2 separate regions of the Mus musculus genome follow, and region 1 is linked to region 2. The links are chromatin contacts, called in public Hi-C maps. All regions are on one chromosome and are shown on one strand. The core of a region is the stretch at or near the end of the contact, and the rest is flanking DNA. Distances in the headings are between cores, read along the strand shown. Region 1 has its middle 140 kb from the start of 4930448I06Rik. Region 2 has its middle 83 kb from the start of Tmem182.

Region 1 (7,539 bases), core at 3,457-5,956, 150 kb before region 2:
GAAGGAATGACATTTTGTTTTTTCCTTGAAAATATATAAAGATTTTGTATTGAAATAGTCCGTATAAATACAACTAGAAATCTGGCCATTCATTCCTCCAGAGGTAGAGATGACTGATCTCCGTCTTCAAATGGGCCTATGTCCTTACCCAAAACAGAACAGGGATGTTTGAAGGCTTGCTCTGACTTCCATGTCCAGTGGTAAATAAACCCTTCCTAGAAGAAAAGTTTTATCTTTAGACCTCATTTTCTAAATATAAAAAATATAAACTTTTATAAAATATGAAAGTTTAGGTTCACTGAAGGACATTAAAGTTTCTAATTCCTAAAGGAAGACCACATTTTGACCTCCAAACAAGAAAGCATGCTGCTATATCCCACGGAATCTTGGCATTTAAGAAATGATCAGTAAAGACCTGAACATTTCTTTCTGTGCAAAGACCTTTGAGGTCCAAAGAAGTGATCGCTCAGGTCAGACACAAACACTTGCCAGACCAGCTCCTACACACACAAGTCTCAGAGGTAACTTGTAATCCAAAGAGGAAATCAAATCGAGCCAAACTCTTGACACTGAGCACAGCTCCATTTTAATCACACAAGGCATGAACCTAAATTTTCACTTTTACCGACATTTTCAGACGCCCCAACCTAACACACCGGAGGAAGGATGGACTGCTGCCACATGCGCACCTGCCAAGGGAGGATGAGGAGAGAGACACAAATGTAGACTATTCTCACCCCAGTATTCACAGAGAATAGCACAGCTATATAATCAATGCAGTATCTCCTTTGGTCTTTTCCACCACCCTGTGTTAAGCATCTGCTGTGGGCGCCATTGTATTAAAGCTAATATCTTAGCAGTCTCTGGCAAGAAGTAAAGCTTCGAATAGGGTTGAAGCCCAAGTCTTTCAAACCAGTTTTCATGATGATTTTGTAGTAAGAAAAGCAAGACACCCGTTTTTACACCTGGTGTTAGGAACTTTGCATATTTGCTTCATTTCACACACACACACACACACACACACACACACACACACACACACACACATGTCCCAGCATCCTTCTTCTCCACCTGATTGGAACTTTAAATTTTTATGTTAAAGACCTGGAGAGACAGCTCAGCAGGTAAGAAAGAACACTGGCTGCTCTTTCGGAGGTTTGATTCCCAGCACACATGAAATAGCTCACACCAGGAGATCCGCTATTCTCTTCTGTCTTCCTTGGATATCAAGGACATGCTTGATGCATAAACTTTCATGCAGTCAAAAGCTACTTATATGCACAAAGCAATCGAACAAGCAAACAAATGAGCAAAGCAAATAAGGGATAAATAAATATTAAGTTTATATTGAAAGGCCCTTGAAGGCCATGGAAGGCCAGGGAGAAAGGAACTATTGAGCCTCATCCAGGGGTTCAAGGCTTGGTTGACACTGAAAGACACTTTCTAATGGGGGACAGGAGAGGAAGAGGCAGAGAGGCAGAGAGCTAAGAGACTGAGCGAATAGCTCTTGTGTGTTGATAAATATAATCAAGTAAGAGGAGAAGCATTTTCCACAAAGGAGCTACAATCAGGACGAACAGAAAGATTATCAAGAGATAAAAGACAAACACCAGCCTCGAGGTGCTGGATCAAATGTAACAGAACCAACCCTAGCCCGGAAAACATTCTTTCTACCACATATGGGATATGTGTTGAGCGTTCTCACTTAATATTGAAAGGACAGGATTACCCCAGCAGGCATGAAGATTTGGGGAACATCCAGACATGTGGGCTTAAAAGAAAGACATTCAGTTGATAAAATTTGACAAAAGTTTGACATGGACCCTTCTGTCCATCAGAAGCTTTGTAATATGTACTTGTGATTCTCTAGAGGGTTTGTGTGTGTGTGTGTGTGTGTGTGAGAGAGAGAGAGAGAGAGAGAGTGAGAGAGAGAGAGAGAGACAAAAGTATTTTCTACTAATAAACTAAATTAGGATTAACTCAGGAAGTCTCACAGAAAATTCAGAATAACACATTTTAATATAGAAGATAGGACTATAAACGTGATGTTCTTTCCAGCAGCCAATTTTCGGGGAGAGCATGGCATAGCAGGAACACAGCATAAACTGTGGAGGGACAGCCTCCTCCTGTCCCAGACAGCACAATGCCATGATTCCAGTGACAGGCTACATTTGGCTCCCAATTTCACAAGAAACCAGGGCAGATGAGCTAGCCAGCCAGGAGCTCACATCTCACCAGGACAAGAAGCCCATGGGAAGGTAAGAACTGAGGAGCTGTGCTGTCTTTTTATGCCATCAGAGAATGGCATAGTATGGCAAAGCAGGGATAGTGGAGTGTTCAAAATCCTACCCAGAGGAAAGGTAAAAAGAAACTGGGAGACCAAACAGGAAAGGGGGTTTGGCAAGGTGTTTGATAGTTTCCTTCAGAAAGGAAAGCTTGGTCCTCATGCCCGTCTACTGACCCAGCCTTTTCTACAGTTCAACTCACCCCCAATTATTTTTGAGCCCAAACTAATTATATTGGCCACATATATCCTAAGGTCCTATGTCACCAGCCAATAGGAAAGAGATTAAGGAAACCGAATGAATTCAGGATCCCTCTCTGTCACAGCCAAGAAGGTCTTGACTGCAAACGATGTCAGTTAGGTGTCTATCAGATCTTACGTTCCATTTCTACAACAGGACTGGACTGAGGAGATCAAAATGGCTGCTGGGTGGCCACGGAGTGTCTGCAGAGGGTTCCTAGCATTTCCATGTCACCAGATTTCAGTCAGATTAACACACTTTATCCAAAAAAGCAGACATTTGGCTTCATATACATGTGTATGTACAATGTATGATATATATGATTATATATACATACATATACATCACTGTTCTCTGTTCCTAGCCTTTGATATATATAATATTATGTATTATTTATAGATATTATATATATGTGTATATATATATACATATATATATACACATATATATACATATATATATATATACATATATATATATATATATATATATATATATATATATATATATATATATATCAAAGGCTAGGAACTCACAAAAGACAAATGATCAAAAAATATAACAAAATTTGCAACCATATTTCCTTTCAGTTATGTTATATATATGTTGGACCAACATGTTTCAGTTCCCAACTTAAAAATATATAGCATGCTTCCTATACTAGAAACTGAAATGATTAGGGTAACTACACACAATATTGGTATTTCAGGTAAAACAGAAGTTTTACTCAGTACTGTGATGTTGTATGGTTATTTCAAAACTAAATGACAGGTCCCACTGAAACTTTTAGTTAAAGTTTTAAAGGTTTGAAAATATTTTATTATCCTTATTATAAATGAGTAAAATGTGAACATTGATGGAGATATTCCAACAGAGGAAGGGTCTTTCCAATCACCCAAGTTTTGTTTTAGATGCTATTTACAATGCATTTACGTGCATTCTGCAGTGTTAACCTTGTATGAGAAATTGCAGCCTAATGGGTGGGCTGATCTCACCAGATCACTGCTGATGGTCAAATAACACACCCAAGGTGAGTCAGCTGGGTGGACAGTGATTTAATAACCAGCCACCAGCTGGCTCTTTAAGGAAGCCGGTCAGCTGCCACCATCTTCATAAGGTCTGTGATAGGGTTAGCTGATAAGTACCATACCTGTGCTGGGTTAGGAAGCTTGGGTTAGGAACCACACATCATTTAGGCAGTCCAGAGGCAGCACTGGATGCTTCTCTGAGCAGCAGAGCAGAAATGTGCAATGATGGGGCTTTATATATTGCGTCCCTGTTATTTAAAAGTTGTATTTAATTTTCTTTTATGAGTACTTGCCTTCTGTCTTTTTGTGCATGTGTGTTTGTGTATTATGTGTGTGCAGTGCCCAAGGAGGCTAGTAGATGGCAGCACATCCCAGAGTAACTGGGGTCATACATGGTCGTAAGATACCATTTAGGTGCTAGGAATGAAACTCATCCCCTGCAAGGGCAGCAAGCACTGTTAACTGCTGAGCCATTTCTCCAGCCCCCTTTTAACATTCTTAAACTATACACAGACATCTCATTTTTTAGAAGAACAAAACTGGCTTGCATAGGTAGCTCAGTGGTTCCTAGTTTGAAAAAAATCTTATGTGCCAATTGTCCTAGCCATTAATCATAAGGTGCTCTATGTTTCATATATTGGGTTAAGTTAGAACATCAGTTCCAGGGCTGGGGGGGGGGGGCGTGTAGGGGGGCTGAAAGAAGAAAGCAAGCATGTTGAAGGGAAAAACAAGACAATGGGGTTAAGATCTAACTATAAGTGACCACTGAACAAAATATTGATTTCCATGTTAAAAATAAATTAACAATCAAGCACTTTGCCACGAAGGAACTTGGTCTGAAGGGAAAATTTTCCAGTCGTTCCACAGGACAAGAATTCATGTGATGCGAAGGGACATCTTTCCTACGTTAAGCCGATGACCAACGTCATTCTGGCACCGAAAGTCTCTGCATGTGTGTGCAAACAGCAAGGCACTGTAAAAATGTAGTGATTTACTGAGGCTTAGCCGTGCTTAACAGTCTGCAGAAAGCTTTAATCTTTTGCATCGGTTTGGAATTAATAAACTGGGCCGAGTTCCCTCTCCTCTCCTCGGCATATGCAAAGAGAAAGATACAGCCTTCTCCTCCCAGCTCTGCGAACGAACGCCCCAGCCACAGTCATTAGCGAGGGGAATTGTGAGTAGTGACTGCGTGATTGGCTGGAGGCTTGTATTAACTGGGAAGCTTGTGAACGGATTGTTTGGTTTTATTCTCTAATCCGTGAGCCATTTCATTCATGAATATGTTGTTAATTCCAGAATACCAAGTTTTACTTTTAAGAGCTGAAGTATCCCAGAAATCAGAAGGGCTGGGTCTGGCAGCCTTTGTCTCTGTCCCCAACACAGACTATGAAAGCTGATATAGACTCCTGTGGTTGAGGACTTAGGAAAATGGCACACCTCCAGGTATTTTTTTTTCCTGGTTCAATTGCTTATGCGTTGGTATCTATGTGTCGGAAAACCTTTCCTCGTCATGGAAAGTCTATTTCCTACAATGTAGTATTTATAACCAGCATGTTGTTCACAATTTAGAAACCCCCTTGGAATCATTTCATACATTTCAAAGAAAAAAAAAAAACTTATGCCATTTTTTTTTCAAAATTTCCAAGAAAAAATAATAATAAAGGAGATGGGGGGGGAGAAAAAGAAAGAATCTAGGGTTATAAATAGTTACCTAAGAATCAGTATACAAATAAACGGAGGGGGTGAGATACAAATACAAAGTCAAAAATTGATTCTGGGATGGGTATAATGAATTAACAAGAGAAAGAAGAGCAAGCGACTAAGCCAAGGAGCCTCCTTCACGCAGGAGAAATTCTTGCCAATGAATTCTGTAAGAGCTTCTACAGCAAGAATGAAAATTTAAATGCCCACCAGGAATCAGATACGAGGAAATCACTTGTTTTTCTGATGTTAAAAGAAAGAGGGGAAAAAGAAGCAAAGAAAGAAACAAAGAAACAATGTAACAAAGAGGCAAAGAAATAAACAAACAAACAGAGAAGGAAGGAAGGAAGGAAGGAAGGAAGGAAGGAAGGAAGGAAGGAAGGAAGGAAGGAAGGAAGAAAGAAAGAAAGAAAGAAAGAAAGAAAGAAAGAAAGAAAGAAAGAAAGAAAGAAAGAAAGAAAGAGACAGAGAAAAATCGTGTTTCAGGCACAGGACCCTCTCTATACAGTGCCAGTTGTGTTTAAACATCTCTCAAATCAAAACCATGCCTGCTTGGATGCTGCAGATCGAACAAACCTGTTTGGAGATAACTGTGTCCTAATCTATCTGGAGTGAACTCATAGGTATTTGGGAAAGCGAACTTAGTTATCTTGGAGAATAATCTTCTCTAATATCTCAGGTTCCAAAGATCACAGACTAGACAATTCCCATTTAAAAGAAGGGGACCTGGAGCCAAGGCTTGTGCTCCACAAGTCTGATTTTTCTACCACGAGACTCCTCTCTCCCCTCCTCTCGTTTCTTAAAAGCAAATACAGAAAGCTATCCTGACGCTTAGGCGCTACTGCATTTCTAACGTGGGCACTTCGCTCTGAAGCGTCCCAGTCGCGTTTACAATCAAGGAGGTTATTTATGATCTCCCTTGCTCTGTTTCCTCTTTTATTTTTTGCGGTATTTGGCAACAGACAACTGGCAAACCATTCTCCCTTCAACATACATCTCCCCTCCCTTGATTAGCACATTTTTGCCAATAAAACTAGCAGAAATTAGTGTTAATATTCGGCGTGTTTCTGCTCCATCAGCAAGCGATTGTGAAGCCCAGAACATTGTAACAGCGCTCCATAACGCAGGATGCAACGTATTAACTTTAGGGCAGATATAGCTTTAGAATAATGTTTTGAAAAGCAGCCCCTGTAAATATAAGGTGGTGTGGCACCATATGGAGACTGGCTTTCTGACATATGGCTTGAATTAACAAGTTTAAAACTGTTAGGATCAGTTTTTCTTTCACTGAAGGCAAAAACCACAGGATTCAGCAGAGAAATATGCTCATCGTTGATACAAAGGCCCGCAGAACGCTGGGCCTCTTGGGCTAGAATCTTTTTGTTGGCAGTAAGCACAAGTTATCAATAGTGAGACGTGTCCTAACACGACAAGGAATCAAAAAGCTGCCAGTGCTCAAAGACTCGCTTCAAGGAGCACCTACGTGGGCCCACATCCCACTCACTAGAAAAGGGCACTGCCTTTTTGAAAGTGGTTTTTGAGTTACGATTATTGCCTCCTCAACATAAATTGTTGTTCCCAGGTTGGCATAAAAGATATTTGAAAAGACGAGCTTGAGTGACAGATGGTAGCGTCTCCAGGCTCTGTGTCTTCTGATGTTTCCTAATTGAACCTTTGCGGGGTGAGTTGAACAGGAAGCGTTCAAAGATCCAGGGTCTGTATTACACAAACATTGTTGCATTTCATCAAAACCGTCTTTGAAGTGTGGCACTTGCGGACCACCTGTAGCTTTGAAATTTAATGTCCCATAAAGGCTTTCCCCGATACTGAACAGGAGAGCATGCAGCCACAATATGCTTCCGGACAAAAAAGGAAGAAGGATAGCAAGGTGGAACGAAGACAGCTTTCAGATGTGTGTTTCTTTTTTATTGCTCTTTCATTTCGCCAAGTAGAGCTCTCCAAAGTAGCAAAGGCAAGGCTCTCTGCATCCAGACACCCACGGGCTCTTTTCCATTACTGGAAGCATGTTTGTTTAGAGTTCAGCATCTAAACTATAATTATTCCAGGTTGGAAATATCCCTTCACTCTAAAGTTGGGCCTGCCCTGCTAATCTTATTTCATGTTTCCTCTCTGTATATTGCTGTGGGAAGATGGCTATGTGCTCTATCATATATGGAATATAGTATAGGATGTTTCCATCTTAGGAACTGGCAATACAGTTTTCACCCAGAAATTGATCTTAGTGGCATCCAATGCATATATGTGGTCAGAAAGGTAAAGTCCTC
Region 2 (7,658 bases), core at 2,983-5,482:
CAGTGCTCACAGTCTGCTGCTTGCCCTGACTTCCACTTCCTTGATCTTACCCCTCAGCCAAGTCTTTAGGAGCGAGGCTTTGTTTTAGAGAAGCTGATGCAAGACACGGACCCTGGGAAGACAGTAATTCTCATGCTACAGACCCATGCCCGGGCATCCGGGGGTGTGAGCATTATCTGCAGATTCTGATAATCATATGTTCCTATCTGGGGATGGGACCTAACAATCTAGATCTTATCAAGTTCTAGGTGGGTCTAGTTTTATAACTCTGAGAACCATTAACACCTCAAAACTGTGTTTTGGTTTTTTATGTTGGGGATTGAACCTCTGACCATCCCAGCTGTACCACAGGATCTCCTCCATGGAGTCATCCCTCTCCTGGCCTCCTGTGTGTGTGTGTGTGTGTGTGTGTGTGTGTGTGTGTGTATTTTAATACTTCGAGACATGTATCCCTAAATTCCAAAGGCTGGCCTTGAATTCACTCTCTAACCAGAAGACCTTGAATTGGCAAGCCTTCTGCTCCTCCTCCTGGGTACCTAGCATCCCAGACCTGTACCAACAGGCTTAGCATAATCATTTTGTAGTAGTATTTTATTGACAATGGATTTTTTTTCATACAATATATTCCAATTATATTTTCTGTCCCTACCTTCTGCCAGTTGCTCCCCACCAACCCTTCCGTCTGAGCCCATACCCTTTTCCTCTCATTTCTTAAAACATCTCTTTCTCTCCTGCTATTTCTTCTTAACTTTAACCCACACAGAGGACACCCAAGCCTATAGACTGCAGAGCGTGTAGAGTACTGACTGAGCTATTGAACAGTTAAGGACAGGTTTAGGATTCATCTTTGTCCTGCCTGTTCATTCCACATTTCCAGGTTGCTTTCTTAGATGGGGTTATTTTGTTTTTAGTAAGGCATTCCGAAATTAATTTTAGATGTCAGCAATTCAGCTGGAGGCCGTGACTCTCACCGGGGCCCCTGAAATCACCAAGGTTTTCCATGAGCACAGCCATCTGCAGACCCGACTGCAAGTTCAAGTCACTAGTGGAACTTTTAGAAATTCACCCGTGCCCTTAGCCCATCCTGAAGAAATTGATTTAGCCTGTGGGAAGAAGGTTTCCCAGTATTAGCTATTTCAGAATCCCTGAAGTGGTATTCTAATGCGTGGCCGGGGACCACAAACACTTTGAGGAGAACTCTGGCTCACCATGTGTCTGAATTTTGCTCCTTGACCTCCTAAGCCTCAGGGCAAGCAAGAGCTGCTTCAGAAGTCGTTGCCTTTCAAAGGCAATTTAAAAAGACAGCCGCGGTGCTCACCACCTCACCACAATCAGAGAGAAAGAGAGTAAAATTACATTCTGGAAGCCAAAGTCAAAGGACAAATCCAAGTCTATTTAAAGGTACTCTCAAATGGCTCCCGCAACAGATACGGGGACTTCGGGTTACAGAGAAAATGATTTGCAGCCTTCCTGTAGAATTTGGATCGCCTCCTTCTTCCCCATCCCCAGCTGTAGTCAGAGCAAACGGCTGTCTGCAATAACCAGAGCCCAAAGAGAGCTGTGTGGTGTTCTCTGAGGTGCATGGCAGCAGGGAATGCTGAGCGCATGCTCAGGTCCTGAACTCCCAGGCTGGATGCCCTCTGGGAGACTTGAGCCAGCTCTGAGAATGGCACAAAGGAACAAGGGCTCCTGAGCCAGCCCCCAAGCGCTGCCTCCCAGCCTCCAGCTTGCTCCTGCAGTTGGCATGTGCGGGAGTTTCTGGTGTTTGAGTCGCTCTCACCTTCTATTCCCTTAGTGAAAATCCCATTATCTCCAACAGCTGTGTGTCAAGAAAAGACATGAATTCTGTGCCACAACAAAAGGATCTGATGCGTGTTTCTCCGGGTAGCCTTAGGCTAAAAAACATTTTATCTCACTTTCTTCATTTATAATACAAAGACTTAACTTCCTACTGAAAGGGATGGATGTCTACTTCAGGATGGGAAAAGTGTGAAGATTGCCTCGAACCTCCTCCCCGAACATAGCAAGGTTAATAATTACATGTACATGTAATATAGGAAATGTAATCAACCAGACGCCCCCCCCCCCGCAAGTCGTGCAAACCTGCCGTTAAAATATTACTCGAAATTGACCATTTCAAGATAAACAGATAAAGGGATAGGCAAAGAGGCAGGTCACATGCCTACCGCGTAAAGCTTGAAATTGATTTCGGAAGCATCCGAGCTCGCTACGAAAGAACCTCGCTGTTTAATTAGGATGGCTTGGATCCAGAGTCTATATTTAGGGGAAACTGGAAATTACAGTGTAGAAGCAAGAATCACCCAGCAAGAGTCTAAATTAAGGGAGAGAGGACCCAGTGAAAGAAGCGCCACAGTTTTCCTCAGCAAACTATGAGACGTCTTTTGTGTTTCACCAAACACAAACTGAATAATCCCTTAGGTCTCTCTCTACCTTTTCCTCTAACGAATGTGCTCTGACTAAAATCCTATGAATATTAACTTTTCAGTTCACCTTCATCCGAGTTGCACATGGTTCTCCTCCATACCTGAGCTCTACTGGAGTATAGGCGGATTTGGCACCCGACCCGCAACACATCAGAAGACTCTCATTAAGATTCCAAATGTATAGAAACATATTTTATACCATTAATATTTTGGCTTCTTTTTGTAAGTGGTTGGCAGAAGATCCATGGCACCATATCATTAATTTCTTAAATATTCCTGTTTTCTTCTCATCATTGATGTATCATCAAATAAATTAGTTCAGACCCAAAATGTGACAGAGAGAAACATATGATTGATTTTTTTTTTTTAACTTTCAGGAGGTGTTTTGAATGATTTTATACAACTTATTCTGGCTTACCATCCTAAAATTTTATAGAGGAGTATGTGGATATTGATGACCAAAAGTATATTATTATTATTATTATTATTATTATATTAATAATTATTAGTTTTACATCTTCCCACTGACCTGGCTCTGAACTGAAAGATGACTGTCAGTAAGTTCACTAAACACAGTTTCAACCATCTAAATACCATATTCTAAGCTGTTAAGAATATAAGTCACCAGCAAAGGGACCTTGTCAGGGAAGACACTGTAAGGAACAACACCATCCGGTTAGGAAGTCGTCCAGAGGGCTCAGAGCTTTGAAAGTGGAGTTTGAACTTCATTCAAATGACAGTTACTTTCCTGGGCTGAAGGTTTAATTTTCAATTACAAGAGGGAGAATATGGGCCAAGTGCGCCAGTAGTTCTTACATAATTTAGCTAACAAATACATCGAAGATACCAAGTTTGGAGCTTATGGATTAGTGCCCCTCCCCACCGCATACAAACACCTCTGCTGTGCTCCGTGCTTCCCATGCAGTCTCTCTGGCCTCTAGTGCAGTCTACAGCCTGGGCTTTAAAAAGATCTGAAAGTCACATGTTCCTGGGTGGGAGGACCCAGCTGACCTGATCAGTTTTTTGCTGGCACATTCTAACACCCAAAAGACAGGAACCCTGACCGGGTCATTCAGTCTTTGACACAAGGCCTAGTGCTTATTGTGTGCCTTCTACTGGCAGATAAACCTAAGTAAGATTTGGTGACTTGGTGCCAGAGCCCCCACCAGATCTGTACGCACTTCCTGTACAATGTAGGTACCTGCAGCAGGTTTTCCTTCCTTTACAGCCATTTTGGGAACATGAAGCCAACTGGTCCAGGCATCGTCTAATATTCACAAAAACTTTTTTAAAAAATCAAATCAAATAAAGAACGTACGCTGTTTTGTGCCTTAGAAGTATTTTAAAAGACAAGGTCATAGTTCATGTTTAGTGGGGACAAGCAGGGCAGCGACGAGCATGTGTGTGTTGCTGTCCTTATGAAGTTCTGTACGATTGTCTGCTGCCTGAACGAAACCTTAGTGATCGTTTCGATACAAACTGAAAACCCCAAGTCTTATATAAAAACAAAACAAAACAATAACAAGAAAGTCAGCTCTCTGGTATTTTTAAACCAATTAGTCAGAAAGGTGGGAGGCGAATTTCACAGGGGAAGTGAACTAGGAGCCGCGCACACTACTCGTTCATCTTCTATGCCCACGTGAATAGAGCAAAGCCTTGGAGAAGGACCCTGCGCAGCCCGATCCACAGGCTGGCTGGAAGCCCGTTCTTTTGCATGTGTGGTACCTCTAAGTTTGGCAGGCTGAGCGCTTCATGGGAAAGAAAGGCAAGGTCGTTCCTAACACAGACTCCAGAGAAGAAGATGTGCCCAGCACCGCCACCAGGTGGTCATTCCTGGAAGAGATTTCCCAAGTACAAAGCAGAAACCTGCGAGGTTACCTGACTAAGAATCAGCTCCCTGGCCTGCTTTAAAGCATTCTAGAAGGGGTGGGGTAAAGAGGTGAAAAGAGACTGGGATGCCGATCCTCTAACAACCAGACATTCTCTAAATATATTTCCACCTGGATAGTGGACATCTTCTGGGTCACTCATATCTCGACACACACAGAGTCATGTGTGCACCATATTGGCTGCTGGTGACCGTGTTGCCCTTTGTGTGTCCATCAAGTATCAAGTCATAAAAAAGAAAATTGGTTTTGGAAGAATAGTAATCCAGTCAACAGAGCTATCCACAACTCCACTTTAAAAGCCTAATAATATTAAGATTCTATTTTGTCTTCTCTGATTAGGGGCTTTTCCTTGGACAGTAAGAAAATCAACACAGGTAGCATTGTTCTGTGTGTGTATATATACACATATACATGTATGTATATGTGTATACATATGAGATATATGTATGTGATATATATATATATGTATGTATGTATGTATGTATGTATATTATTGTAAATGTAAAAAGCAAAAGGGTTCCTTTTATGGTGTGATCTTACATGCATCATATTTTACCCCTTCTGCCAATAATCTATATCATTGCCCCAAATAGGCCCTTCTCAGGTCTAATCATTTACAGTTATAGACAAATAGACACAAACATAGATGCTACACGAATATTTAATCTTCACATGTACAAGAGAAAAAAGCATGCAATCTCTCTTTTTTTAATAGAAACATCTGTTTGATGAGCTGGGCTACACACATGCTCTTCTTCCCCAACGCAAACTGACCTTCCCACAGGCCAAACCACAGGTTCCCCAAAGCGTGGCTGGCCTCTCTTCACCTCTGCACAAGGTGCCATTTCTCCCAAACTACACAGAAAATGAGATGGTACTTTGTCCCATCCTTACAAAGTACCCCATCCTTTCTTTACTTAAATATATATATATATATATATATATATATATATATATTAAATCATGTGTGTGAATGCATGTCAGTGTGGGGTTGTGTGCGAGTAAGTGCAGGTCCCTGGGAGTCCAGAAGGGGACATCAGACACTTGCTGGAGTTACAGGCAGTTGTGAGATGTCTCACACGGATACTGGAAGAAGGACTCTTCAAGGACAGTGAGCATTCTGGTTGGTTGAGCAGGGCAGAGAGAACACTGATTGCCTGAGCAGGGCAGATGAACTGATTGGCTGAGCAGAGCAGAGAGAACTCTGATTGGCTGAGTCACCTATCTACTTGCACACACTTCCTGAAATGTGGTGGTCTCACTAATATCTTTGTTTTTAAGTTATAAGCATAGACAGCCTTTTGTAAAACCCTAAGACACATTTGCAAGGCTGGACAGACTTTGACTCCATTCCCAAGCAAATGTAAAACTCTTCATTCTGCCTACACTGATTTTATTTTTGGTTAATACCCTCTTTCAGAAAGATAGAAAACAGACATGTGAGTGAGAAGTCTCTTTCCCTTTAAAAAAAAAAAATCACTCCCAATAAATGGAAACGTAAGGGTTCTTTGGAAAGTCAGTTGTGTTGTGTGGTGTTTTGCTGGTGCAAACACATGAAGGAGTGTTTTCCTGAAGTGGACACAGGAGAAAGGCTAAGGCAGACTCCTGAAGGAACTTTTCACTGAAGCAGACACAGATGAAAGGATGTTCTGCTAAAGTAAGCGTGTGAAAGGACATGCGATAAAGGATCCTTTGTTAACGACACTCACGTCCACCTTACGTTGCATAGTTGAACTGCGTTTGCCAGGACTCCAAAGAGAGAGACACACCAAAATATTCCTGGGGGTGTGCTGCAATTTCTGGCAACCAACTCAGACTCTGATTGGCAGAGTGATGTCAGCTGGGAACAGATGCATGTGCTGAGGCAAGACCCGTGGAGGACACGTGATGTTTAGAGAGTATAAATAGAACGCGACCGACAGTGATGGAGACTGAGCTAGGCTTGCTTATATAGTTGGCTGTGCAATGACTGTCGGTCTCCAGTCCTTGTTGATCTTTCCTTACCTGAGAGAGGCACAGCTGAGAACTTCTGGGGTCTCTCCAGGTCCCTCCTGCTGACTCCTGCCAAGGCTGAGGCCTGGCTGTCTCTGCTAGGTAGTACTACCCCTGTTGCCACCCCTATAAACTGAACATTTTATGTCTCTGAATCAAGATTACTCCATGGGTTCTGCTGGAAGAATATTGGATATATATATATATATATATATATATATATATATATATATATATATATATATCTCCAAGAAGAGGGAGAAGGAGAGGGAGAGGGAGAGGGAGAGGGAGAGGGAGAGGGAGAGGGAGAGGGAGAGGGAGAGGGAGAGGGAGAGGGAGAGGGAGAGGGAGAGGGAGAGGGAGAGGGAGAGGGAGAGGGAGAGGGAGAGGGAGAGGGAGAGGGAGGACTCTGCTCTACAACCTGGGCACAAATCCCAGCTCAGTCATTACTGAATTGTCGACTAGCGAAATTAATTCCACTTCTCAATTTCTCGTTTTAAAAACTATAGTCAGTCAGACCAATAAGGATAAGATTTGTGCAGTTCTGCACCTTCAAAACAGAAATAAGAGGTATGAGCATCGACTGAGACCAACCATTAGGGGGCGCCCTCCTGTGTCATCTCATTGTCCATTTATCCACTGTCCTGCGCCTATGTGTCCCTACAGTTAGAGACCAAGTAAAGGTCTGAAACCTAACATAGTGGTGAGCTGGATCCTGACAGGTATGGTTTGTTCCATTACTTCAGAATGACTGATTAGAGACATACATCCAGGACCCTTTCTTTTACTCTTTAAGGGTACATGGGGGTGTGGTGTGAGAAAATCCGTGGATAACACTCTCATCCATGTGCACTGGTATACTGTACTGGCTCACCAGTATTAACTTGTGCAAGTTGGGGAGGAAAAGATTTATTAGGCTTAGTCAATCACTGGAGGAAGGCAGGACTGGAACTCAAGCAGGGCTGGAAGCTGATGGAGAGGTCATGGTGGGTGCCCCTGGCTCGCTCAGCCTGCTTTTTTTTTTTTTTTTTTTTTTTTTTTTTTACAGAATCCAGGACCACCAGCCCAGGGATGGCACCACATACAACAACCAGGGCCCTCCCCCACTGATCACTAACTGAGAAAATGCCTTACAGTTGGATCTCATGGAGGCATTTCCTCAGCTGAAACCCCTTCCTCTCTGTTGACTCTCGTTTATGACGCACAAAACCAACTACTATATCACAGCATTTCTAGTACGCCATCTCTGCTCTGACTCTTAAGGACCAGGGACAATGTCTGGGAAGACAGTACCAGGATAGCAAGAGAAGCTTCCCCTGGTACAGATCAAGGT

What was found. A called contact is a pair of places that touch in the nucleus more often than the background predicts.
Region 1: a Hi-C map of forebrain shows a contact between it and region 2, with 2.0 times the contacts expected there. The contact joins two enhancer-like sites. A contact is called at or near these places in 9 of 484 Hi-C or Micro-C datasets (the HPC-7 cell line, cerebral cortex, cortical neurons and 2 more) and 1 of 115 datasets of contacts at active chromatin or transcription factors (astrocytes).

What each region holds. Positions count from the first base shown.
Region 1 is chr1:41,034,283-41,041,821 of GRCm38.p6, reverse strand. No RefSeq gene overlaps it. Among named protein-coding and RNA genes, the nearest start is that of 4930448I06Rik, 140 kb to the left of the region's middle. Within about 2 kb of position 4,706, at least 15 of the 459 cell types and tissues checked have an H3K27ac peak or open chromatin away from gene starts, as enhancers often do. A contact at or near this core is called in forebrain, where this site is marked.
Region 2 is chr1:40,884,410-40,892,067 of GRCm38.p6, reverse strand. No RefSeq gene overlaps it. Among named protein-coding and RNA genes, the nearest start is that of Tmem182, 83 kb to the right of the region's middle. Within about 2 kb of position 4,232, at least 12 of the 459 cell types and tissues checked have an H3K27ac peak or open chromatin away from gene starts, as enhancers often do. A contact at or near this core is called in forebrain, where this site is marked.